Regions from separate parts of the Mus musculus genome. Here all the other regions are linked to region 1. A link is a contact called in public HiChIP or PLAC-seq and promoter capture Hi-C data. All regions are on one chromosome and are shown on one strand. Each heading gives the region's core, a stretch centred on a gene start, on an enhancer-like site or on the middle of the called end of the contact. The rest is flanking DNA. Distances are from core to core; before and after follow the strand shown. Region 1 holds the start of Kpna2 (karyopherin (importin) alpha 2). Region 2 holds the start of Taco1 (translational activator of mitochondrially encoded cytochrome c oxidase I). Region 3 holds the start of Limd2 (LIM domain containing 2). Region 4 holds the start of Strada (STE20-related kinase adaptor alpha). Region 5 holds the start of Ccdc47 (coiled-coil domain containing 47). Region 6 holds the start of Ftsj3 (FtsJ RNA methyltransferase homolog 3 (E. coli)). Region 7 holds the start of Icam2 (intercellular adhesion molecule 2).

Region 1 (3,063 bases), core at 176-2,675:
GGCAAAGGTTTGTGATTCTGTGTTCAGAATTACTCAAGTTTTAAAGTATTTGAAGGCAGGCAGTGGTGGCACACTGCCTTTAGTCCCAGCACTCTGAGGTCTGTGGAGTTCAGTCAGGTCTACAGAGACACAGAGAAACCCATTAAGTGTGTGTGTGTGTGTGTGTGTGTGTGTGTTTGGGGGAAGGGAGCAAAATAAAGAAATAAATAAAAAATTTTAAAGGTTTGGAGAAAATAGGTATTAATAAGTTATTGGTTTTTTGTTTTTGTTTTTCGAGACAGGGTTTCTCTGTGTAGCCCTGGCTGTCCAGGAACTTACTCTGTAGACCAGGCTGGCTTCGAACTCAGAGAACTCAGAAATCCGCCTGCCTCTGCCTCCCAAGTGCTGGGATTAAAGGTGTGCGCCACCACCACCGGGCTAATAAATTATTGTTACCATATTTGCTGCTTCCATTGTCCTTTTTCTTTTTCTTTTTTTTTTTTTTTTTTTGCTTCTGTCCTGGAACTCACTCTGTAGACCATGCTGGCCTCGAACTCAGAAATCCGCCTGCCTCTGCTTCCTGAATGCTGGGATTAAAGGTGTGCGCCACCACTGCCCGGCTTCCATTGTCTTTATTTTCCAAGTAATCTAAAAGTTTACCACACGGGACAAAGTGGGGCATGTCTGTAATCCCAGAACTGACGTTGAGGAAGGATTGCATTAGGTTCAAGGCTAGCCTGGGCTCTATTGTTAATGTGAGACCCTGCCTCAATCCCACTCCCCATGATAAAAATTAAATAACCAGTAAATAGCACAAACAATAATATAGCGATACAACTAATGATTGCCTAAAGATAAAATAATCAACAAATACTATAAACAATATAGTGATACAACTAATGGTTAAGAGGCACACAGATCCACGTTCTCCCGGTGACCAGCTCCTGATGTAAAATTTTTTTAAAGTAAATATATTTCTCTTTTCTTTTATTGATTGATTGACTGATTGGTTGATTGAGACAGGGTCTCACTATTTAGCCCTGGTTGGCCTGGCTGTATAAACCAGGTTTGCCTTGAACTCCTAGTGCTGGGATTAAAAGCCTGCGCCAATCACCGCAAGCTAAGCCTTTTTTTACAAGTGTAATAATAATTTCGTGTGTTTGTTTAAGGACAAGCCCAGGGAAAGCAAACAGGGTACGGCCCAGTGTCCATCTAAGCATAGACGAAACGCAGGTCTCCATGCTGTGTGCTGAGATCTGGAGTCACCCTTCTGCAAGGCACCCTGGGATTGCCCGGCCGCTCCCTCATCTCGCGACGCTTCCCTGCTTACCGCCCCACCCCCACCTTTTTTTTTTTTTTTCCCCTACGACCTGCGTCTGCGTCCCACCCCCACCCCCGCCTAACGTGTTTTTCAAACCTACCAATGAACGCGCAGCTTAGGCTCAAATCAGCCAATCGGAACGCGGCGTCACCGGGAAATTTAAATCGCGCCGGCCGGCAGCACGAGGCACAAAATCTGAGGGCTGAAGGGTAGCAGACGTTTCCACAGCCGCCGACCCGCAGCTTGAGTGTCCTGCACCACCTTTCGTGGAAATCTGAGCCGGCTGTACAGGTAGGAACGGAAGCCGGTCCTGAGCAGTAACGGCCGGACGGAAGGCTGCGGGGCGGAGGGCGGGAGCAGGCCGCGCCCGGGCCGGAGCTGAGCCTCCCTGCTCCGACCAGGCCTCGGGGCGGGTTGGTTTCGCCACGCCGGGGTCAGGGTTGGCAACGCCGGGCGCTGCGGAGGGCAGCGAAGGCCTGGGAGCGGCTCGGGTCGGCGTGGAGGGACCGGAGGGCAGCCGCAGTCGAGCGGACCTACCTGGCTGTGCCGCCGCTTTCCTGATGCTTCTGCCCCGGGGAGGAGACGCAGCTTTGGGCAGGGGATGAAGGTGGCAGTTAAGACACCCCAGTTAAGCCCTTGACCCGGATCACCTGGGTCAGGGTCGAGGACGGACATAAAGCAGTTAAACCTACTAGCTTACCAGGGTACTTTGGGTTCCTGTCCCTTCGCGACGACCACACCTGGGTTCTATCGAGCCCCACTGATCACAGCTGATGTCATCCCGGCTGAATGCATTCTCTGGAAGTGTGTGCAAGATGCGGCGTTAATGCCATTGCTGACAGCGATGATGTGATGGAAGGCCCTATAATGGAACGAACCGATTCTTTATGTAACTTGCAAGAGGGTACTAGTATGGATCCGTTTTGGCCATCGATCAACAGAAAACGAGAGCTGCGTTTATTGCCTTAAGGACGTAGATGGTTGCCAGGCATTGTTGGCGCACGCCTTTAATCCCAGCACTTGGGAGGCAGAGGCAGGCCGATTTGAGTTCGAGGACAGCCAGGGATACACACAGAAACCCTGTCTCGAAAAATAAAACAAACAAAGGACGTAGATTGTTCTCCTACTTGGTGTTCTATTAACTAATGGAGCCTAGAATTTAGATCCTTGACTTAATACCGTGCTGGCTAGAGGCTTAAGACTATTGAGTGTTTGAAAAGCCGCTAATCTGTTGAGATGCCCCGTGTGCTTAAACTACCCATTGGATTTTGAAGGTGTATAAAAACAGTAAGACATCTCAATTTTTCTGTATTGATGACATCCTCAAATGGTAATAGTTTAGCTATATTGGGTAAAAGTCTTAAAATTAATTTCCTTCCTTCCTTCCTTTCTTTTTGTTTTTTCGAGGCAGGGTTTCTCTGTGTAGCCCTGGCTGTCCTGGAACTCTGTGGACCAGGCTGGCCTCGAACTCAGAAATCCTCCCGCCTCCCAAGTGCTGGGACTAAAGGAGTGCGCCACCACTGCGGGGCTCACTGTGGTTAGTGGAAATTTTAAATTATCTTTTTTTAAAATTTTTTTTGATTGACAGTTAAGTTGCCTTTGTAGTAAGGGGCAATTATGGCTTAGTATTATAGCCATAATGATGAAAACTTGTAGGATTTTGTTTTGTTTTTATTTTATTTATATATTTTTGAGACAGGGTTTCCTGAGTAGTCCAGGCTGTCCTGTAATTCACTCTGTATACTAGACTGGCCACAAACTCA
Region 2 (3,063 bases), core at 342-2,841, 930 kb after region 1:
CAGCATGCCTGTCCCAACCTTCAGTGGTAGTAGAAGCAGCTGCAGAGCGCATGGTTAGTCCCTTCAAGAAAGGCACTTTCTTTCTCTTTCTTCCTTACAAGACCTGCTCATGTGCTTGCATGCATGATGCATGCAGTGCCTGAGGAGGCCAGAAGAGAACATTGGGTACCTTGGAACTGAAGTTTAAGGTAGTTGTTAGATGTCACATGGGTGCTGGGAAACAAACCCAGGTCCTCTGCAAGAGCAGCAAGTGCTTTTAACCGCCCAGCCATCTCTCCAAGCCCTGACTTGACTCTTTATGCTTTATTTTTTCCTTTTCCCTCTTCCAGTCATTTTATTTGATAAATATCTTTAACTTTTTAAATCGATTCTTTGTGAATTTCGCATCATGCACCCCAATCTCACACTGATCCTGTCATCCCTCCAGATCCATCCTCTCCACGCTTGCAGTCTCCCTCCCCTAAACAAAACCAAACCAAACCCATCCCTGATGTAGAAGCAGAAGCTGCGGTGTTGTGGAGTGTCACACTGGATATTCTTTTGTCCAAACAGCTTCACTTGCAAATGTCCATTGCCATGAATTATTGGTCTGGTTCGAGGCCTCCGGCTTCTGCCACACTTTCTTTTTTTGTTTTTTGTTTTTGTTTGTTTGTTTTTTGTTTTTTGTTTTTCGAGACAGGGTTTCTCTGTGTAGCCCTGGCTGTCCTGGAACTCACTTTGTAGACCAGGCTGGCCTCGAACTCAGAAATCCGCCTGCCTCTGCCTCCTGAGTGCTGGGATTAAAGGCATGCGCCACCTCGCCCGGCAAAATAAAACAAAGGTTCGGGAGCGGAAAAAGACCGGAACGACACGGGAACCCGCGACCGGCACCGACAGAACCAACTCGCGGAAATCGGGCAAGCCGGCCGCGCTGCCACACTTTCTTAAGGCGTATTTCTATGAAGTACCTTCTAACTATACCCTTAGATGAAGTCATTTTTATCTAAGGGCGGGTCTCTGAAGGTCTTTGAAAAGGAAAACAGGTATATCCAGTGTAAGTAAGTGCTTTGAGGGTTATGAGTAGGACAATTATGACAACTGGGGGTTGGGGGGACGGTCCTAAATGAAGCCTTAGGCACCTAAAGAGCTTCAGTGACCAGCAGTGAGGACTACCAGGTTCTCACCTTTAACCGCCAGGCGGATACTGAGAGTGAGTTTAGAGAAGATTCGACTCCTTTCCATGTCCTTGGGGCCCTTGATGTGCCGGACTTTAGACCACTTATTGTGTCCCGCCGAGGCCGTCGCGCTGACATGCAGCGTCCTGTGTGGCGCTGCACCACAGCCGGGGTTTGCATGCTGGGAGGCGCCCCAAGGACCCACGCGGAACCCGAGGCATCGCACACGAAAGCACGGGACAGCGGTCATTCTCAGGCTGGCGGCAGCCCAAGACATCATCTGCTTCGACAAGGGGCTGCGCGGTGCAAAGATGAGCAGCTAAAATCAGCCCGTCTAGTCCGGCCCCGGAACAACCCGGTCTGGACGTTCAGACCGCTGCTACAGCTCTCCAGAAACTCAGAGGTTCGGCTCTTCCTGACGCTGCACTGCCTTGAGTGACCGCGAAGGAGCCGGGCGCGGGGACCCTAAATGGTGCAGTACACTTCCTTTGCCCGGTCCGCCGCAAAAAGACGTTCCCGGATTCTGCAAAGTTGGTTCCGCTGCCTCGCGGTACTCGTTCCAACCCCGCCCCTGCCAGGAGTGACGCAACCCTTCTTTGCTCCCGGTTGCTTGGAAACGACAGATCACCTTCCCGGAGAGATTCAGGTGACTGACTTTCCTTCCTAACTGAGCAAGTCCAGAATAAGAATTGTTTGGTTGAAAAAGAAATATGTAGTTCAGTCGGTTCATTTTACAGATAAAGAAACCGCCGCCAAGGTTGCCTGTTTAAAAAAAGGAAGCAATAAACAAAAAAGTACTAAATGCTGGGCGTGGCAGGCCATGTCTGTGATTCCAGCACTTAAGAGGCGAAGGAAACCTTAGGACTTTGTCTCAAAAAAAAAAAAAAAGCAAAAACTTTAATTAAAACAAACAACGACAAAAAAAAAAAAAAAAAACAACCAAACAAAATAAGCCACTACCCCACCAGCCGACGAGAAGCGATTTGCCCAGTCATTTAAAACTTTCTGATTTAGATTTCATTTCTGTAAACAAGGATGGCATTGCCTGTTTTGCCAACCCATACTGGACAAAAGATCGGGCCAGCCTTTGAGTCAAACTGCTATCTTCGTTTTCCATCTGTTGTTTTAAAATTAGTTTAAGTATTTTTAATATATGTGTATGGTTGTTTTGACTGCATGTATGTCTGTGCGCTACATGTGTGCCTGGTGTTCTCAGATATTTATTTTACAGATAAAGAAACCGCCGCCAAGGTTGACATCAAGATAGCCTGGAACTGATGGTTGTGAGCTGTCACATGGAGAATCGAAATTGAACCTGGGTCCTCTGGAAGGGCAACCAATATCCTTAACTGCTGAGCTATTTCTCCAGCCCCTTCCACCATCGGTTCTCTTGGCAGAGAAAACAAGAGAAAAAGGACACTATGGAAAAATAAAGAAAAAATAATGTAGCAGCTGCTTGAAACTCTTTAAGAGCTCTCTAGGGGGGGGGTGAATTAAGTCTCAAGAGCGTAACACATTTAAAAAAGCAGGTCAGTGTGAAGGCAGTTTGAAGTCTTGCTCTCTAAAGTTAGGCTGGATGAATTCAAAGTGTGTTTCTGCCATTTAGTAGTGCAACCTTGGGCAAGTTCTTTACTTTCTGTTTCCTTCTACAATGGCCTTGAATAAGCAGGATGAGGGGAAGGGCACGGACACAGATTTTATATTATTTTTTAAAAGATTTATTTTATTATTATACATAAGTACACTGTAGCTGTCTTCAGACACACCAGAAGGCATCAGATCTCATTACTGATGGTTGTGAGCCACCATGTGGTTGCTGGGATATGAACTCAGGACCTTTGGAAGAGCAGTCAGTGCTCCTACCCACTGAGCCATCTCTCCAGACCCCAGATTTTATATTCTTAGTGGA
Region 3 (3,063 bases), core at 227-2,726, 840 kb after region 1:
AGGATATGACTTGTAGCCCTGGGTGGCTTCGAACTCAGAACGCTGGCGTGGGCCCACAGTTAGCTGCTTTCGATCCTTCCTCCTCCTAGCTAACTGCTGACTGTGGTAGCTTTCTCCAGCTCTGCCCACAGATGGTCCCAGCAGGGCGGGCTGCCAATCAGTGCCCCGGAGCAGCTGCCTGGTGTCCCTAAGGGCTTCACCCTTCTTGTACAAAACAGCTCCCTTGGAGAATCTGATGATAGGTGTGGATAATTTTTCCTAGGAAGAGTCACCCCTAGTTGTGGAGGAACACCCATTACGAAGTCCAGGCTGAGCCTCAGTGCAGGCAAACATCGACCTGAGGCTGAGGGAGAAAAGCGAAGCTCAGCGTGGGTGCATTAGCACCACAGTGGGGCGCGGGTGGGGATGGGTGATGCTGCCTGCTGCCTCCCTGTTCCCCTGCCAGGCAGGAGGCGGTAAGTTGTTCTGTTCCCTGACACGCGTGGGCCTGCGCTAGAGCCACCAGTTTTATTCCTGTTACAGGGGTGTGGAAATATGTCGCCGAGGGCTGTGTGAAGACAGTCTCCAGCTGGGCTTCAGGCAAAGCCCTCAGCAGAAGTCTGTGCCCTAGATGCTGCTGCCTAGAGTCCTTCCCCTCAACCTGCTGTGCAGTGGGCTGGGGCGGAGCGGCAAAAGCAGCTCTTGTTGCACTTTGTTCTCTAAACAACTCCAGCCTAAATGGCTCTCTGCTCCCTTCGGTGGAACAAGGTGTGCTTGATGCAAGGAAGTGGGTCCTTTCAGATAGGGGCTTGACCTGGGCCATGGCAAGGCCCGAGGTTACTAATCCCACAAAATCTGGTCACAGAAACCATTTAGGATGTCGAGCTTAAGGGGGCTGGTGATTTCGGAAACCACAAGGCTGCAGTTCTCGGATAGCGGATCTGTCACACCCCTTCAGTAGTGACATGGGCCCACCGCCGGCTCCCTTGGCCTAACATCGGGGTATACGGAGGGACTACGAGCCGCCTCCATCTTCCTCTGTAGGACTCCGTGGCTGCCAGTGGACCTGCCTCCCGAGTCCCCACAGTGGGGTGCCTCAAACTACTGGGTCTTAAGAGCGCAAGAAGGGGGCGGAGCTAATGGGACTGCGTTCACAACGGCTAACGGGTAAACCGAGGCAGTAAAGGCCCAGGCCATTTCTGAAGGTCCGCGCCGGAAGAGCCTTGCGTGTCGATCGCAGGCTGAACTCGTCTCCTCCCGAGATCTGCGATTCGGTCCCCGCCGTCGTCCCTTCTCCACGAGCGGCAGAGGAGGTTGGCTCCGGGAGGCGGGAGAGCGCGGGCTGTGAAAGCGATGTGGGGGCAGACAAAGGCGGGGGGACGGCGAGCAAGGGAAAGACAAAGCACAGAGGGGGGTCGGCGGCGGCTTCTCCCGGAGGCGGCCCCGGGCGCGCGGAGCCAATGGGCGGGCGCGGGGCGGGGGCCGGCGGGGGCGGCGCCGCGGTGAGGCGGCGGCTGCCGCTCGGGGACCACTGGCAGCGGCGGCAGCTCGCGCCCGCGCCACTTGCACCCGAGGCGGTCCCGCAGCGACCGACCCCCGCCCCGCGGCGCAGGCCGGGCCCGGTGAGACCCACGGCGGCCGGGGGGAGGGGCGCGGAGCGTTGCGGGGCCGACGCCGCCTGGCGGTTCGCGCGTTGCGCTCGCGGGGATCCCGAGGCTCGCGTCGGTCCCGTAGGGCCGGCTCGTGGTGGGGTGGGGTTTCGGGGTCTGGGGTCCCGAAGAGCGGGCGCGGGAGGCAGCGCAGCCTGGCCAGGCAGGAGGTCGGGCCCAGCACTGTCTAGGGGCTGGACGTCTAAGCCCGGTGAGGGGGCGCGCGGGTCTGGCGGTACCCTGCCCAGACCTCTGCTGACCTCCCTTCATCCCAGGCGGGGTCTCTGCCTGTGCTTCCCACAGGCAAAGACCGTGGAGCCCCTGTCCCCGGCCACTCTCGCTAACTTTGTTCTGTCTCCACATATGTTTCCACTCAGGGACCCCCTAACCCTTGGGGGCTGTATGAGGGGCGGGTAGGCTGTTGGGGGTGGGTGAGGGGCGGAAGTGGCAAGACCCAGAGCAACAGGAAATGACTTAGGGAAAGTCCCAACCGCAGCCCCCCAACCCCCTGCCTAAAAACACCCCAGCCTGCAGAGTGGGGGAGGGCTCATGGGGCCCCACTGACTGACTTCCCCTTGCAGAACCCTCTTGGCTCGGCATCTCCTCCAGGGCCACCAAGCACCTCTGAAGAGCCATGTTCCAAGCTGCCGGAGCCGCCCAGGCCACCCCCTCTCATGTAGGTGTCCAGCCAGGTGGGGAGGAGTCAAGGGGACAAGAGCAGCTTGTTTGCTTGGCACCTTGTGCCACCTCGAGTGCCCCTGGGATGTGGGCTGGGCCACCGGAGAGCTGACCCCTCTGACTCTTCCTCTTCCCCCAGGAAGCCAAAGGCAGCAGTGGCAGCAGCACGGTACAGCGGTCTAAGGTAGGGTCCTAAGGGTGGGTGTGGGCAGAGGAAAGGGTCGGCGCTAACCCGGCTTCTTGCTAAGTGTACTCTGCTCCTACTCCACAGTCCTTTAGCTTGCGGGCTCAGGTGAAGGAGACCTGTGCAGCCTGCCAGAAGACTGTGTACCCGATGGAGCGGCTGGTGGCAGACAAGCTCATTTTCCACAACTCTTGTTTCTGTTGCAAACACTGCCACACCAAACTCAGGTGCGCTCCTGCCCTGTCCCGGCCTGCCCACCTACTTGCCCACCCTTACCCTACCTTCCCGCCCTGCCCCAGACTGACCCAGATGTTCTCTGCTTCCACAGCCTGGGCAGTTATGCTGCAATGCACGGTGAATTTTACTGCAGACCTCACTTTCAGCAGCTGTTTAAGAGTAAAGGCAACTACGATGAAGGGTTTGGTCGTAAACAGCACAAGGAGCTCTGGGCCCACAAGGAGGTGGACTCAGGCACCAAGACGGCCTGAGACCCCTTTAACACCCATTCCCTCCCAGCACATGGCCTCCCGCTGGGCAGTGGAAAGGAGATTAACCCGGGGGCGCGGGGTGGGA
Region 4 (3,063 bases), core at 337-2,836, 810 kb after region 1:
GCTGGAGAGCTGGGTCAGCAGAAAGATGCATTTGCTGCTCTTGGAAAGGATCAAGCACCGGCAACTATCTGTCACCCCATCCAGTTCCTCCGCCTGCTTCTGCGCGCACATACACACACACACAAGTACATTCAAGTACAAGTACACACACAACATATGAAAAAATAAAAACCGAAGCTTGACACCTTTTCAGGTATTGCTTTCCCTAATATTCTGGATTCCAAAGACCATGTGAACTGGCAGAAACTGCATTTTCCTCCAGTCCCCTTGCTTTTTGTGAGTTCGTGATGTTTGTTTGATGATGAAATGTGGTGAGACTGAGAACAAATTTGGCATGTTAAACGCACTAGGCAAGGTTACAGCTGTGTGTAAAACATTGAGATCTTCAGGTGAGGGTAGTGTGCGTTTCCAAGTTCCTGTATGATGTGGCCAAACTTAAAATTCTTGGAAGTTAGTCGACTGGTATAAATCTGAGACAGGAAAAAAAACAAGTATTCATTACTTGACAGTATGTACACAGATGTATTGGGCCCTCACTCCACAGTAACTGAAGTGACTAAAAATCACTTCATGATAAAACGGAGTCCTCATTTTATTAGTCCTATATGGTTTGGCCCCTGCTGTCTTTTTTCATAAAGGCAAACTCATCACAGGTTTCTGCTAATAGAGGACATACCACCAAGTCTTTAATCCCATCCCAGCAGAGGCAGAGGGAAGCTGATCTGAAGGCCAGTCCAGACTACATGCGACACTATCTCAAAAATACCTCACTACCAAAAAATAGTTATGAAGCACTTAGGGACAAAAAAAAAAAAAAAAAAAACCCCAACAAAAAACAAACCATAGCTCTCGTTTAGTTGAGCTATTTTCTGTGCTTTAAGGAGAAGGAACTTTGGGCACAAAGGGTAAGTTTCCTCTTTGTTGTTCTATTGCCTGAGACTGACCCAAGAAAGACTTGTTTTTCAATTGGAGTCCTACCAGGTGAAATGGCACCTGGGATTTGGGAACCGCAGAGTGTGGGATGAGGGGTGGGAATACCCCTGGTAGCCAAGTCAATAGCTATAGTTAGCCCTTGCCCCTTTTCTTGCTGCTGGGTTAGGAGGGGTACAGAGACTCGAGGGAGACTCTAGGGTCCTTTGGAACTGCAACAATGACAAGGTCTTTCGCTTCCACATACGTGGGGAAACCTGCCTTCGTCCTAGATAAGGAACGACCTCAGCAAAGGGGAAAAAAGACTAGTTAATAACTCTCTCCCTGACGAAGCGACTGCGGGTCTAGCATGTCCGGTAACGGTAACGTGGGATGGAAGCAGAAGCTCTCTCTGGGGAAAAGCGGAGCTTCCTCCACTGGGATGGGTGGGGTGAAGCGAGGCGAGACGAAGCAGAGTCCTTAGTGGGCAGGGGGTAAGGCGGAGCATCTTCTGAGAACCGGGCAAGGCAGGACTTCCTCTGCTGGAGGCAAGAGGCGGAGCTCCCTTCTTGGGTGGGGCAAAGCAGGGCTTCTCCGTAGGGGAGGGGCGGGACTTCCTCCGTGGGGCGGGAGTAGGAGGGGCTTGTTCCGTGAAGGGGAGGGGCGAGGCTCGGCCAGTCTCCCTGGGTCCCTCCACTGCGCATGTCACGTTGCGTACCTCCCTCCCAGCAACCGGCCTGGCGGCAGCGCGGCTACAAAACTGAGGAGGCGGAGCCGAGACGGAGTCGGTACTGCGCTCTGACTCCTAGACCAGGTACCCGGTGGCGGAGCCGCCTGGTGCGCTCCCAGGGATAATCCCTCTTGCCAGACTCCGAGTCCGTGTCCTCGGGGGTGAGCCTCAAGTGGCCATCCCGGCTCACCCTCGCCCTCCTCTGGCCCTCATTTAACCTGGGTTCTGGGTTCCCGCATTGAGGTTACAGCCTGAGAGCAAAATTAGGCTTGGGCCTGGCTGGGGAGATGCTGAGCAGAGTTGCCGGACCGGAGAGGCTAGCTACCGCATGGCCTCCCCACCTTTTCCGGGGCTTCCAAATGGGGTTGAGTTCTCATACGGAAGCAAGATCAGAGCTATTCTCTGCTTTGGTCAAAACGAAGAGTTTCTAAATGTGTTGTCTTAAGTGTCCCAGCAGTTTTGGGGACCGAGTATGGTGGCGGAGAGTGAGCATGACAGAAGGGGAGTGGCTAAATAAAATTGTTCATAATTTTAGGAAATAGATAACTTCTCAACTCAGTCTTCTGCTAAGACCCTAAGGTACTTCAATTTGACCCCTTTCTCCCAGACGGTTGGACTCGGTCTTACTGAAATACCCGTTGAAGTAGAACTATGTTCCAGTGTTTGGATGGGTCTTCATGATAGTTGATAACCTTATCCGGAGGTACCCAACACCTGAGACTGACTCAGATCCTTGAGGGTTGATTAACCAAATTTGAGACTGTGGGCGTGGCTCAGCGCCTGAGTTCTTGATTAACATCAGTGCGGACTTGCTTTCCATTCTCCACACTACCAAAAAGAAAATTGCTAACTTGCTTCTGCCGTAGTGCAGGAACTTAATAGTTTAACCATTAGTTATAGTACGGAAACTGGTCAACTCTCTTCACCCTTTAATTAGGTTTCTTAGAAGATTTTTTGGCTGGGTTTATAGTTGTGACCTCCGACATAAAGTTTGGAGGACCAGCGGTAAAAATAGAAGAAAAAAAAGTCTGTCAGAACAAGTGAATTCTCCTATCGGTACCTGTTGTAGTGGGAGAGATAATGAGGCGATAGTATGGTTGGGTGGTTGGAGAGGTGTCTCTGTAGATAGGAAGATATGCTGCCGTCTCCAGAACTCATGTAGAGAGCCATGTGTGGCCATGAGCCTGTGACAAGAGAAACACCAGAGCTTGCTGGCTGTCAGCCTGTGTCCAGAGTGATAGAGTAGAATACACAATGTCCTTTAGCTTCACCAAGCATAGAAACAGGTACACACATAAATATATACATACATACACACACAAGCACATACATATATATACACATATATACATACATATACACACATTGGTAAGTGTAATAGTTAATGTGAGAGCCAGGCATGATGGTATATGCCTTTAATCCCA
Region 5 (3,063 bases), core at 249-2,748, 780 kb after region 1:
ATTGTTCAGCTTAATAGCTGTTCAGGTATGTGTAGGAGACAATACAGAAATAACACTTGCAAATAGTAACAACAACAACAACACAGTAGGAAAGCCACAAAACCACAGCCTAAAGGGGTAGGGGTGAAAAGGGAAAAAGCTAAGATGACAGAAAAGTTTATATATGCTTCCAAACTTGACTAGTATAATTTTTTCCTTACGATTCTGATACAGGTTTTCAACCCATATATATTATTCAAATCAGGTAGGCTCAAGTAGGCCGCAAAAAGTTTGTAACTATGGTGATGATGTTAATCATGATCTACTCAAGGTTTCACAAAGATCAATGACTATCACAGCCTTCTAATCTGTCAACCTCCGCTACCGAGACCCTCCCCGCCTCCATTTGTGGGTCCGCAATCCCCAACAGCTACCTACAAGGATCAATACTCCTCCACTGGCTCTCACAGCTTCGGAGCCCAGCACCCTGAAAAATCCCTTCCTGGAGCCCATCAAGCACCGCCTCCGGAAAGCCGCCAAGTGGGCCTCGTTAAGACGTGCAAGGAGCAGAGCCGTGGGAAGGCAACGTAGCTCCAGAGGGCCACCTCGGGGCTCCAGATCGCGTACCCATCCCTGCCCGGACCCCCGCAGCCACCCGGGTCCCCAGGCTCTGCCGATTCTTTGTTAAACGAGGCCGAGGTTCCTCCGCCCTCGCCAGGCCCCAGTTACCTCTCGTGTCCCCCGGGCTAGCGGCACTGCGTCTGGCGAGCCCTTCACCCAAACCCGCTGCCGCGGCTGCAGACGCAGTTGCTACTCCAGTCGGCGCGAAAGAACCCCCGCGGCCCTGCGTACGCGCGGTGCGGGACCGCGTCCAGCCGCGCTCTTCCTCCGCCCCCTTCGCCGCCGCCTCACGGCCCGTTGCTGACTGGGGGTAGGGTGGGGGGAGCGTCTGACATGCGCGCTAAGTAGAGCGCGAGCCGAAGGGTGGGGCTGGGGCTACGGCTGCCGAAAGGCGCCAATTAATGCCGCTCTTCCGATTCCGGAACGCAACATAACTACGTCACACACCCCGGACGGGAATCTGGTCCTGGGTGAGGATTGTGTCTGGGTCGTGTAGTGAGGGAGTCTGCAATGAAGAGAGCCGCGGCGATGGGGAACCGCCCGAAAAACTCAAGGTAATAAGGTGTTGATTGGAAACTTCATTTACATAAGAATGTCCACCTTCCCTTAGCTCTTGTCCCTTGCCAAAAACCAAAGCAACACAAAAAACCCACGACTCGGGCAACATTTCCCTTCATGCCTCTGTCCACATGGCCCCATAGACTATGGCCACCTTTAGCTTCCGGAGCATCCGATCAAAGTGACGTCTACCCGACGGACGGAACCCTACGGGAGAAACGCAGCCTCCGCTAGTTAGAGCACTTGTAGCCCAGGGGACGCTGGGGGTTACGTAATTTTCCCAGCAGCCCTAGCTCGCCTTGCGCGGATGTCCTGAAGGCCGCGCCCCGCCCCCACCCCGCGCGCAGGCGCAAACTAGCTGTACGCATTCTACGTAACGGACGGCTGAAGCTACGTGAAGAGTAGGGTGCCGTGACTGAGCTACCTGTTCTGGGCTGTTCAGTGACATCGCGGCCCGCAGATTATCTTTGCGACCTGAAGACAGAAACCAGACAAAGGCAGGCTGGTTGGAGGTAGTGGCCTCAGGAGCCCCGGGCCCGGTTGCAGCCTCGGGTGCAGGTAGGTAGCGGGGCCATGACATTCCAGTCGGTGTGACCGTGCCAGGCCGAGCGGTGACTAAGTTGCATGGCCGCAGAGCCAGGTACTGTTTCCCTCCTAACCAACCCTTTAAGTCCGGCCGGTGGTGACATGCATCAATACCCTCAACTTATCTTTCCAGAATTAAAAGAAAAAAAAAAAGACTAAACCTCTGTCCATCCTTTTCTGCTCCATTTTATGTTGGGCTTTAGGAAGATTTGGGGGAAGGTTTCGAGTAGATCCCAACCAACAGGACAAAATCTGAGAAAATATCTGGTGTGTAGCCAGAAGAATAAAAGAGCATCGAACTAGGCTTCTCCGTGGTGGACCTAGGACTAGACACTAGAAGTTTCACGGAAGCAACCGCTTCTAGAGTCGACCTTACCCGAAGGTTTCTAACATGCAAGTTATTTGTAACCAACACTTTACTTTGTAAGGTGACAGTAATGTCTACATCATTTCTAGAAATTTCATCATTTTGACTGATGCCACAGAGGCCTGGGAGGACAAGCAATGATTGCTACATATACTCCTTTTTACTGAGAGAGCTTGCGGAAGATAATCAAGATGGGTGTGTTAATGTTGTGCCTGGCTTGGAGTCTAGTGTTTTCTGCTTCAGAAGTCCTAGAGGCTGGATGGCCTGGCAGAGAGCTGTGCATCTGAGAAATGGGTTGACAGGTCCAGCTGAGTCTTATCAGAAAGCCAGTGCACAAATGGCTTGGATAATTTTAACATAAATAACCTTGAGGGAGCCTGTATGAATTCCATTAGAAACACTTCTGTGTTGTGAACACTCCTGGTATAGACTGAAATGGCCAGACTGTCAAATTGACAGGGATATGTAGTTACTTCTGCTTGGACAGGGAGCCACTAAAGCAGACGCTCTTTGTTCTTTGAGGCAGTGCCTCTTACTCTTGCAGGCTGGCCTAATATCACTATGTAGGACAAGGCAGGGCAGGCCACTGGAACTACTATACCTGCCACCACCCCCACCCCCTTAAGTATAGGGTCTCGCTATGTAGTCCTGGCTAGCCTTGAATTTGGACATGTGCCTGCATTTGACTCCTGAGTACTGGGATACCTCACCCACCCTACCGGCCCCTTGGAGCTTTTGAGACAGGGGTCTCCTGAAGCCTGGACTCACTATGTAGAAGAAGATGGCCTTGGACTCTCGGCCTCAGTCTCCCAAGTGCTGGGATTACAGGAGTAAACCGCCACACCCAATCTTATATGGTCCTGCTATCAATTTAGACAGTCTCAACAGCTTGAGTTACATCCCCAGCCTCCCTTTGTAACATTTTAAAAATTACATTAATTTATTTATTTGGG
Region 6 (3,063 bases), core at 183-2,682, 740 kb after region 1:
AGCACCCACATGGCCGCTCACAACTTTCTATAACTCCACTTCTAGGGCATCCTACACTGTCTTCTGGCCTTCACAGGCAAATGTAGGGCACAGACATTGGATGCAAGCAAAACACCCAAACACATAAAACGAAAAACCTGGAAAAGCAAGCAAGCAAGCACACAAACAAAAAATCCTAACTAAACACTATTCCCATCAAAGAGATTATCAATCTACCTTACACAGCTTGGTACCTCCTGACTACAAAGGAGCTGGAGAGATGGCTCAGCAGTCAAGAGGGTTTCTTACTGCTTTTGCAGAGGGCCTGGGTTTAGTTCTCAGCACCTGTAGTAGCTCATAACTATTTGTACGTAACTCAAGTTTCAGGGGATCCACTGCCCTCTTCTGACTTGCACAGACATCTGTATATATGTGATACACATAAGCTTACGCAGGCATATATACATATACACATAAGAAACAGACAAGCAAAGAGCTGCAAACGAACAACATTGGAAAAGAACTCTTTGCTGCACTCCCAGTGGAAAAAGGACACAGAGAAATCTGCACCTACCAGCTCCCGTCCTCCACTAGCTCCCTTTGCTGTCTGTACTCACCTGGAGTTCTTCAATCTTGGACAGATAATATTGACGGAGTCCACTGCCTGCCTTCCCCTCTTCCAGTTCCATCTGAAGACAAGTGTAAGTGTTAAAAAAAAAAAAGAAGAAAAGAAAAGAAAAGAAAAAGAAAAGGCATAAAGTACTAAAGGGTAAAGCCAAAGTATTTTCGAGGCACTCTACCATATAGCTTAAGAAACAAGGTCAGGAAAATACCATTCCCTTTTCCTCAGAAACTGGTATCTCGATGGGCGAGGTCTGTGTGTTTGAACTTCGGAGGCTTAGTTCTTGGTTCTAAGCCTTCATTTCTGAATCCACTACAAGGATGCAATTACCGCCTACCTTCGAGGACTTTTAGGAGTCTCAAGGGGCCATATACCCACCGAGCGCACTGCCCTGTGGCTAGAGCTACACATCCCCAGGGTTTAACTACTACAGACAAAGGCAGAACAGAGGGACCAAGTCCAGGTCGAAGCCCAGGCCATTCCGGCTTGCCAGCTTCATTCAGTTTCCACCCACCCCTGTCCTGCTTTCCTCAGGGCGGCGCTGACACAGCAGATCCAGTCCCAGGCAGAGTCCGGTCTGACGTGATCCACCCACCCCTGATCCACTGGACCCTCTCGCTCGTGGCCACCCCTCACTTCAGATTTTGTGCACTCCACACTCAGCTTGGATGCCGCCCAGCCGCCGCGGCAGAATCCTTACCTGCTCTGGCCCATCAAGCGCCATCTTCCCTCTCTCGGCAGGGATCGCCGGCATCCAAGTCACTCTATCGCGCAGGCGCGGAGGCGAAAGCATGCGCCCTGGGTCACCACCGAGAACAGTTCCGGGTCAATGGGCGGGGTGTGTGGCGATACAAACACAGTGGCTGTATTAGTAGAGGCTCTACTGGAGGTCACTAGTTTTGTGAAGAGATATAGAACTTCTGGTTGATGCTTCCTAGCGTTTAGGATACGAGTTATTGCACTCTACTTCCTAGCCTCTACTTTTAACTTGTAAGGCCTGCTGACAAAAAAATTTTGGCCACACTCAAAATGGCGGAAATCATGACGCCAGGAATGTAGGAAACGCGCGCAGAAGCGGAAGTACGATTACTGCCTACATGTGCTGCTTCCTAAGAGTTGAAAACCTGCGGAGTTAAGGGCTATCTAACGTCTGGGTAAGTGATTGCTCCACCGCCTGAGGAACCGAAGCGAGATCCAGTGCTCGGAAAGACGATCTCACCTTTTTCTTTCTCCCCAGAGTGAGTGATACTCCCCCATCCCGCCATGGGCAAGAAAGGCAAAGTAGGCAAGAGCCGGCGGGACAAGTTCTATCACTTGGCCAAGGAGACTGGTGAGTGGGTTCGCGCTGAGGAACAACATCCCCGTCTTTTCGCTTCTTCTAGTCCCGAGTTCCTTTTCCTTCGAGGGGGTTATGGGATTGTGAGGCTTTCCTCCTGGGAAAGGCCTCCGTAGACGGTATTGCCTTATACACCCACTCTCCACGATCCAGGTTATCGTTCGCGCTCTGCCTTCAAACTGATCCAGCTCAATCGCCGCTTTCAGTTCCTGCAGAAAGCCCGGGCCTTGTTGGACCTGTGTGCTGCGCCTGGCGGATGGTAACGTTTGGCAGGGGCTGCTATGATGACACGTTCCTGGCACTGGTTGGCTTTGAGTTGCTTTTCGGGGAGGATGGGAATCCGATTACACAATTCAGATTAAATATTCCATAGTATGTGTCTCTCTCAAATTTTGGAAGGGAGCGTCATTTTCCCCCTCTTGTGGTACTGAACCTAAGGACTTAACTCATGCTAAGGACTTAACTCATGCTAGGCAGCCCCTCCACCACCGAGTTATATCTCCAATTGCTTTATTTTGAGACAGGGACGCTGAAAAATTGCCAAGGATGGCCTTGAACTTTTGGTCTTAATCTCTTGCCCTCCTTAGTGGCTGGTAATGCAGCCCTGTGTTGCCATGCCCAGCAGGTTGCTTCTTGAATGTATGCATAGACATTTGGCCACTACACTTAACAGGTGCCTCTTAAGGGGATGAGAAGTCACCTTGCCAAGGGAGGATGAAAGGTATTTAAATCTGTCTCTTTCACAGGCTGCAGGTGGCTGCCAAGTTTATGCCTGTATCCAGTCTTATTGTAGGTGGGTGACTCTTGGGTATTTGAGGGGGAGGGGTGGGTTAGGTACTAATTTTGTCCTACATCTTCCTCCACCCTGTAATACTGAGTTAACATCTTTTAGGAGTGGACCTCGTTCCAATCAAGCCTCTCCCCAATGTGGTGACTCTCCAGGAGGATATCACAACAGAACGCTGTAGGCAGGTAATAAGACCTCTCCTTCTTTTCTTTCCTCTTTATGTGCTGGTGTCATTGCCTACTTATTTATTTATTTAGTGTGTGTGGTCTTTCGAGACAGGGTTTCTCTGTGTAGCCCTGGCTGTCCTGGAACTCACTCTGTAGACCAGGCTGGCCTTGA
Region 7 (3,063 bases), core at 364-2,863, 620 kb after region 1:
CAAAAGTCATACCACATAGAGGCCTTATAGCCATCACAGCCCGGTGACAACATTGAATGCATCACTCCCAGATTCTCCTGGTGGTGTTAGTGTGCTACTGTGGTGCAGCTGTGTTCAAGTATAACACGTCTAACTATGTACAGGACGGTAGTGTCCTGTACCGTCTAGGTTTGTGTGGACACACTGTGGTGCTCACACCACCTGATGACAAAGTTCTCTGAACGTGAACTGCAAAGCGAGCTCTAGGCCAGTGTGGACCACTTAGCGGGGTGGGAAAAACACCAAGAGTCTAGGGATGCAGCTCTTGGCATGTGTCTAGCATGCATGAAGCCGTAGCGACTCAGTCACCAACACCCCTCCAAAAATGAAAAGACAACTCCTTCCCTGCCTAAGTGGTGTCTGTTTGTCTGCCCATTTGTGTTGCTGTATTATTATCACATTATTATTTATTATTATTATTATTATTACCCAGAGAAGGCCAACCCCCACCTTATCACCCAAAACCCTTGAAGCCCTCCAGTCCCCTGTTCTCAGGACTCTATCAGCCTAATGTGTGATCAGATACTCCCACCCTCCCCCCACCCTTCCCCCACCCTCCCCCCACTCTACCCCACCCCACTTCTCCCTTCTCCCTCTTTTCTCTCCTTACCTGGTCTTCGCTTTCTGGTGGAATCTCAAAGCCCAACAGCCTCATGTGGGGACTTCCCTTGATCCAGGCTGATAACATCTGCACTAGATAGCTATATACAACAGCCACTACTCAGCACTGTGGGAAGGACAGGATGTCACAGGGTCACTGGCTGAGCCATTGAGGCTTCCTCTACTTGAAATCTGGAGGACACAATGGACTGGGAGCTGGTCCTGCAGGTGGCTTCCTGAGCTCCAATAATGAGCCCTCAAAACCCTGGGGCTTCCTTTGGATAGGCCCTTTCTGGGATTCTACCGAGAAAGCAAGGAGGCCTGCTTTTGCCCTGCCTATCCCCCAGGTTCTAAGACAGAACTAAGACAGTAAGGTTGACTAAATATGGTGAACACAGTGCCTCCTGGGAAGGCCGTGTATCCAAAGTTCTCTGCCTGTGGTGAAGTGTGCCCGGAAGGAAGGCTAGGAAGACCAAGGTCCTGCCTGAAGTAAGGAGATGCACAGGAAAGCACTAACTGACAAGGCCAGGAAAGAGTCTAGGGTTTGGGAATAGGTTGTAGGCACTGTTTCCTGACCTCCTGGGCCCCAGGAGACGACTGTGGGCTGCCCTTTTGCAATCTCTGAGCCCTGTGTTGGCTGAATTAGGGCTAGGCTTCTGCTGGAAACTAAATGAGACATTGAGACATGCAGATATACGCAGGGCATTAGCAAGAGATTACTATGTGACTGCGTTCTAACTTTGGATATCATCTTTCCAGAGATGACGCCAACCGAGGCCTGGTAGAATTCAGAGTTCCCCTGATCTGAATCTTGGAGACCTCACTCTGCCCAATGTACAGTTAAAGAAATTCCATGTACACTCCCCCCACCCACACACAAAACACGTAAGTGCATGCAAGCTTGCACACATTCATGCATGCACACACACTTCCTGCATGTGATTTCCCATTGCTTTCCTATCCCCGCACAGGGAGCATGCAACGTGAGAGAACCCTGTTACACCCCTGCTTATCTGCTGCTTCCTGGCTTCCTCTGCATGAATTCTTGAGGCCCTAAAGGCTTGGGAGCTGGTCTGTGCATATTGTTTCCTGATCTCAGATAATTAGAGGAAATGAGCTCACTGGCACAGAGGAGATTGTGGATTTCAGTTGGGAGCGCCAGGCTTCACTCCCCGACCTGTAGCAGACATCTCTCCCTAACCCTCCAGGCAGCCGTCAGCTGTGCCCCTGAAGCCCATAGACTCCACAGACCCCACAGACCCCACCTGAGATGTCTTCTTTTGCTTGCTGGAGCCTGTCTCTTCTTATCCTGTTCTACAGCCCAGGTAAGCCAGCTCCCAGGGGTTTCAGCACATGGCATCTTAGGGTGGGAAGTACTAATACTCCTCAGGCATCGGGGTGGGGGAAGGGGACATCCTGGCCACAGAGGCCTCTCCACCATAGGTAAAGAAGACTGTGTCAGCCTGGCTTTGGTTTCTCATGGCCCCAGGCTAAGGACTAGGATCAAGGCCTTTTGGATACTAGAGGGAACAAACTCAGAGATCTGGGAATGTCGATGAAACATTCATCAATGAATGTTGATGTGACAGGCTACCGACGTTGGGGGTGGTGGACAGTGGGTAAATGGGAGACTCCAGAAGGAATGCCAGGGGCTAAGCGGAGATGAGGCAGCATGCCAAAGGGGCCTAGTGGACAGCAGAGGGCAGCCGATGATACTGTGCTCACTGGCAGAACAAAATGAAAATGAAAGCTGTTTCAGTGGGTCAAGGAGACCTGGAAGGACACAGCCTCTACGTGCTGAGTGTCCTATGTCTTAGACAACCTGCCAAACGCTTCCAAGCCTAATTGCACTCAGGACCCAGGGGAGGGCACATGATCCCTTTTAACAAGTGAAGAAACTGAGGCTCACAGAAAGAATATATATAACCAACGTTGAAAGTTCAAGTCCAGCACTATCTACATGGAAAGCCCCTCCTTTGCCGCTGAATTGAATGTCACTAGCTGATGGCTGAGTGGGGAGGGAGAAAGACAAGCCATGTGTAGGGACCCTGCTAGCCAGGATCCAGGACCATCGTGGTCCTCACAGAGTGGAGGTGAATACCGAGGGCCCCATTGTCTTACACCAGGTACATCCCAAATGTCTGTCCTGCATAGAGCTGTGTAGTCACCATAAAGAGAAACATGGGAAACTCAGGCCCAGCCTAAATGTCCTGGCTCCAACGATGTCTACAGAGCATCAACATAAATTATGAGCTTTATGCAACAGGTCCTTTTGATGGTGGCCTGTTGCTTTTCTGGTCTTATTTCCACCATTCCTCTTCCTTGCTAAGGTTTGGTCATCTCCGTTCTCCATTGCTTCATGAACGCATGCTCCCGATGGCAGGTCTGCGAGCCAGCGGCTCCGTTTATCTGCAAGGTGCTCCC

What was found. Promoter capture Hi-C pulls out the DNA fragments that hold promoters and counts their contacts. HiChIP or PLAC-seq counts read pairs in DNA pulled down with a chosen protein or histone mark. Capture Hi-C pulls out chosen DNA fragments and counts their contacts.
Region 2: a contact with region 1 is called in an H3K4me3 HiChIP or PLAC-seq map of bone marrow-derived macrophages, with 5 times the contacts expected there. The contact joins the promoter of Taco1 here to the promoter of Kpna2 in region 1. A contact is called at or near these places in 1 of 39 promoter capture datasets (pre-B cells), 1 of 115 datasets of contacts at active chromatin or transcription factors (bone marrow-derived macrophages) and 1 of 9 other capture datasets (adipose tissue).
Region 3: a contact with region 1 is called in a promoter capture Hi-C map of neutrophils, with 3 times the contacts expected there. The contact joins the promoter of Limd2 here to the promoter of Kpna2 in region 1. A contact is called at or near these places in 4 of 39 promoter capture datasets (liver, neutrophils and pre-B cells), 1 of 115 datasets of contacts at active chromatin or transcription factors (bone marrow-derived macrophages) and 1 of 9 other capture datasets (liver).
Region 4: a promoter capture Hi-C map of embryonic stem cells shows a contact between it and region 1, with 4 times the contacts expected there. The contact joins the promoter of Strada here to the promoter of Kpna2 in region 1. A contact is called at or near these places in 5 of 39 promoter capture datasets (the HPC-7 cell line, embryonic stem cells, hippocampal neurons and 2 more), 1 of 115 datasets of contacts at active chromatin or transcription factors (microglia) and 1 of 9 other capture datasets (liver).
Region 5: a promoter capture Hi-C map of neural stem cells shows a contact between it and region 1. The contact joins the promoter of Ccdc47 here to the promoter of Kpna2 in region 1. A contact is called at or near these places in 5 of 39 promoter capture datasets (the HPC-7 cell line, cranial neural crest, erythroid cells and 2 more), 4 of 115 datasets of contacts at active chromatin or transcription factors (bone marrow-derived macrophages, craniofacial prominence, embryonic limb bud and 1 more) and 2 of 9 other capture datasets (adipose tissue and liver).
Region 6: a promoter capture Hi-C map of pre-B cells shows a contact between it and region 1, with 5 times the contacts expected there. The contact joins the promoter of Ftsj3 here to the promoter of Kpna2 in region 1. A contact is called at or near these places in 8 of 39 promoter capture datasets (cranial neural crest, embryonic stem cells, hematopoietic stem and progenitor cells and 3 more), 3 of 484 Hi-C or Micro-C datasets (all in embryonic stem cells), 4 of 115 datasets of contacts at active chromatin or transcription factors (astrocytes, embryonic stem cells and stem cell-derived neural progenitor cells) and 2 of 9 other capture datasets (adipose tissue and liver).
Region 7: a promoter capture Hi-C map of adipose tissue shows a contact between it and region 1. The contact joins the promoter of Icam2 here to the promoter of Kpna2 in region 1. A contact is called at or near these places in 4 of 39 promoter capture datasets (the C10 cell line, hippocampal neurons, liver and 1 more), 1 of 115 datasets of contacts at active chromatin or transcription factors (double positive thymocytes) and 1 of 9 other capture datasets (adipose tissue).

What each region holds. Positions count from the first base shown.
Region 1 is chr11:106,997,887-107,000,949 of GRCm38.p6, reverse strand. It overlaps Kpna2 (karyopherin (importin) alpha 2), which reads left to right and starts at 1,425. Exons shown (of 11, transcript NM_010655.3): 1 at 1,425-1,591. Gm39424 (a long non-coding RNA gene) reads right to left here and starts at 1,481. Exons shown (of 3, transcript XR_880255.3): 1 at 1,401-1,481.
Region 2 is chr11:106,064,619-106,067,681 of GRCm38.p6, reverse strand. It overlaps Taco1 (translational activator of mitochondrially encoded cytochrome c oxidase I), which reads right to left and starts at 1,591. Exons shown (of 5, transcript NM_027346.2): 1 at 1,164-1,591. The coding sequence starts at 1,434. It overlaps Taco1os (a long non-coding RNA gene), which reads left to right and starts at 1,641. Exons shown (of 3, transcript XR_003949781.1): 1 at 1,641-1,800; 2 at 2,386-3,063.
Region 3 is chr11:106,158,589-106,161,651 of GRCm38.p6, reverse strand. It overlaps Limd2 (LIM domain containing 2), which reads left to right and starts at 1,476. Exons shown (of 5, transcript NM_172397.4): 1 at 1,476-1,601; 2 at 2,210-2,304; 3 at 2,446-2,490; 4 at 2,578-2,717; 5 at 2,819-3,063. The coding sequence starts at 2,263. The coding sequence ends at 2,978. Gm10840 (collagen alpha-1(I) chain) reads right to left here and starts at 2,264. Exons shown (of 2, transcript XM_030246469.1): 1 at 2,194-2,264; 2 at 493-1,892. The coding sequence starts at 2,264. The coding sequence ends at 1,091.
Region 4 is chr11:106,192,126-106,195,188 of GRCm38.p6, reverse strand. It overlaps Strada (STE20-related kinase adaptor alpha), which reads left to right and starts at 1,586. Exons shown (of 13, transcript NM_001252448.1): 1 at 1,586-1,723.
Region 5 is chr11:106,214,802-106,217,864 of GRCm38.p6, reverse strand. It overlaps Ccdc47 (coiled-coil domain containing 47), which reads left to right and starts at 1,498. Exons shown (of 13, transcript NM_026009.2): 1 at 1,498-1,716. Ddx42 (DEAD box helicase 42) reads right to left here and starts at 939. Exons shown (of 18, transcript NM_028074.4): 1 at 709-939.
Region 6 is chr11:106,254,453-106,257,515 of GRCm38.p6, reverse strand. Ftsj3 (FtsJ RNA methyltransferase homolog 3 (E. coli)) reads left to right here and starts at 1,432. Exons shown (of 21, transcript NM_025310.3): 1 at 1,432-1,755; 2 at 1,839-1,931; 3 at 2,091-2,196; 4 at 2,684-2,730; 5 at 2,830-2,909. The coding sequence starts at 1,865. Psmc5 (protease (prosome, macropain) 26S subunit, ATPase 5) reads right to left here and starts at 1,331. Exons shown (of 11, transcript NM_008950.1): 1 at 1,302-1,331; 2 at 597-668. The coding sequence starts at 1,325.
Region 7 is chr11:106,381,331-106,384,393 of GRCm38.p6, reverse strand. It overlaps Icam2 (intercellular adhesion molecule 2), which reads left to right and starts at 1,613. Exons shown (of 4, transcript NM_010494.2): 1 at 1,613-1,964. The coding sequence starts at 1,910.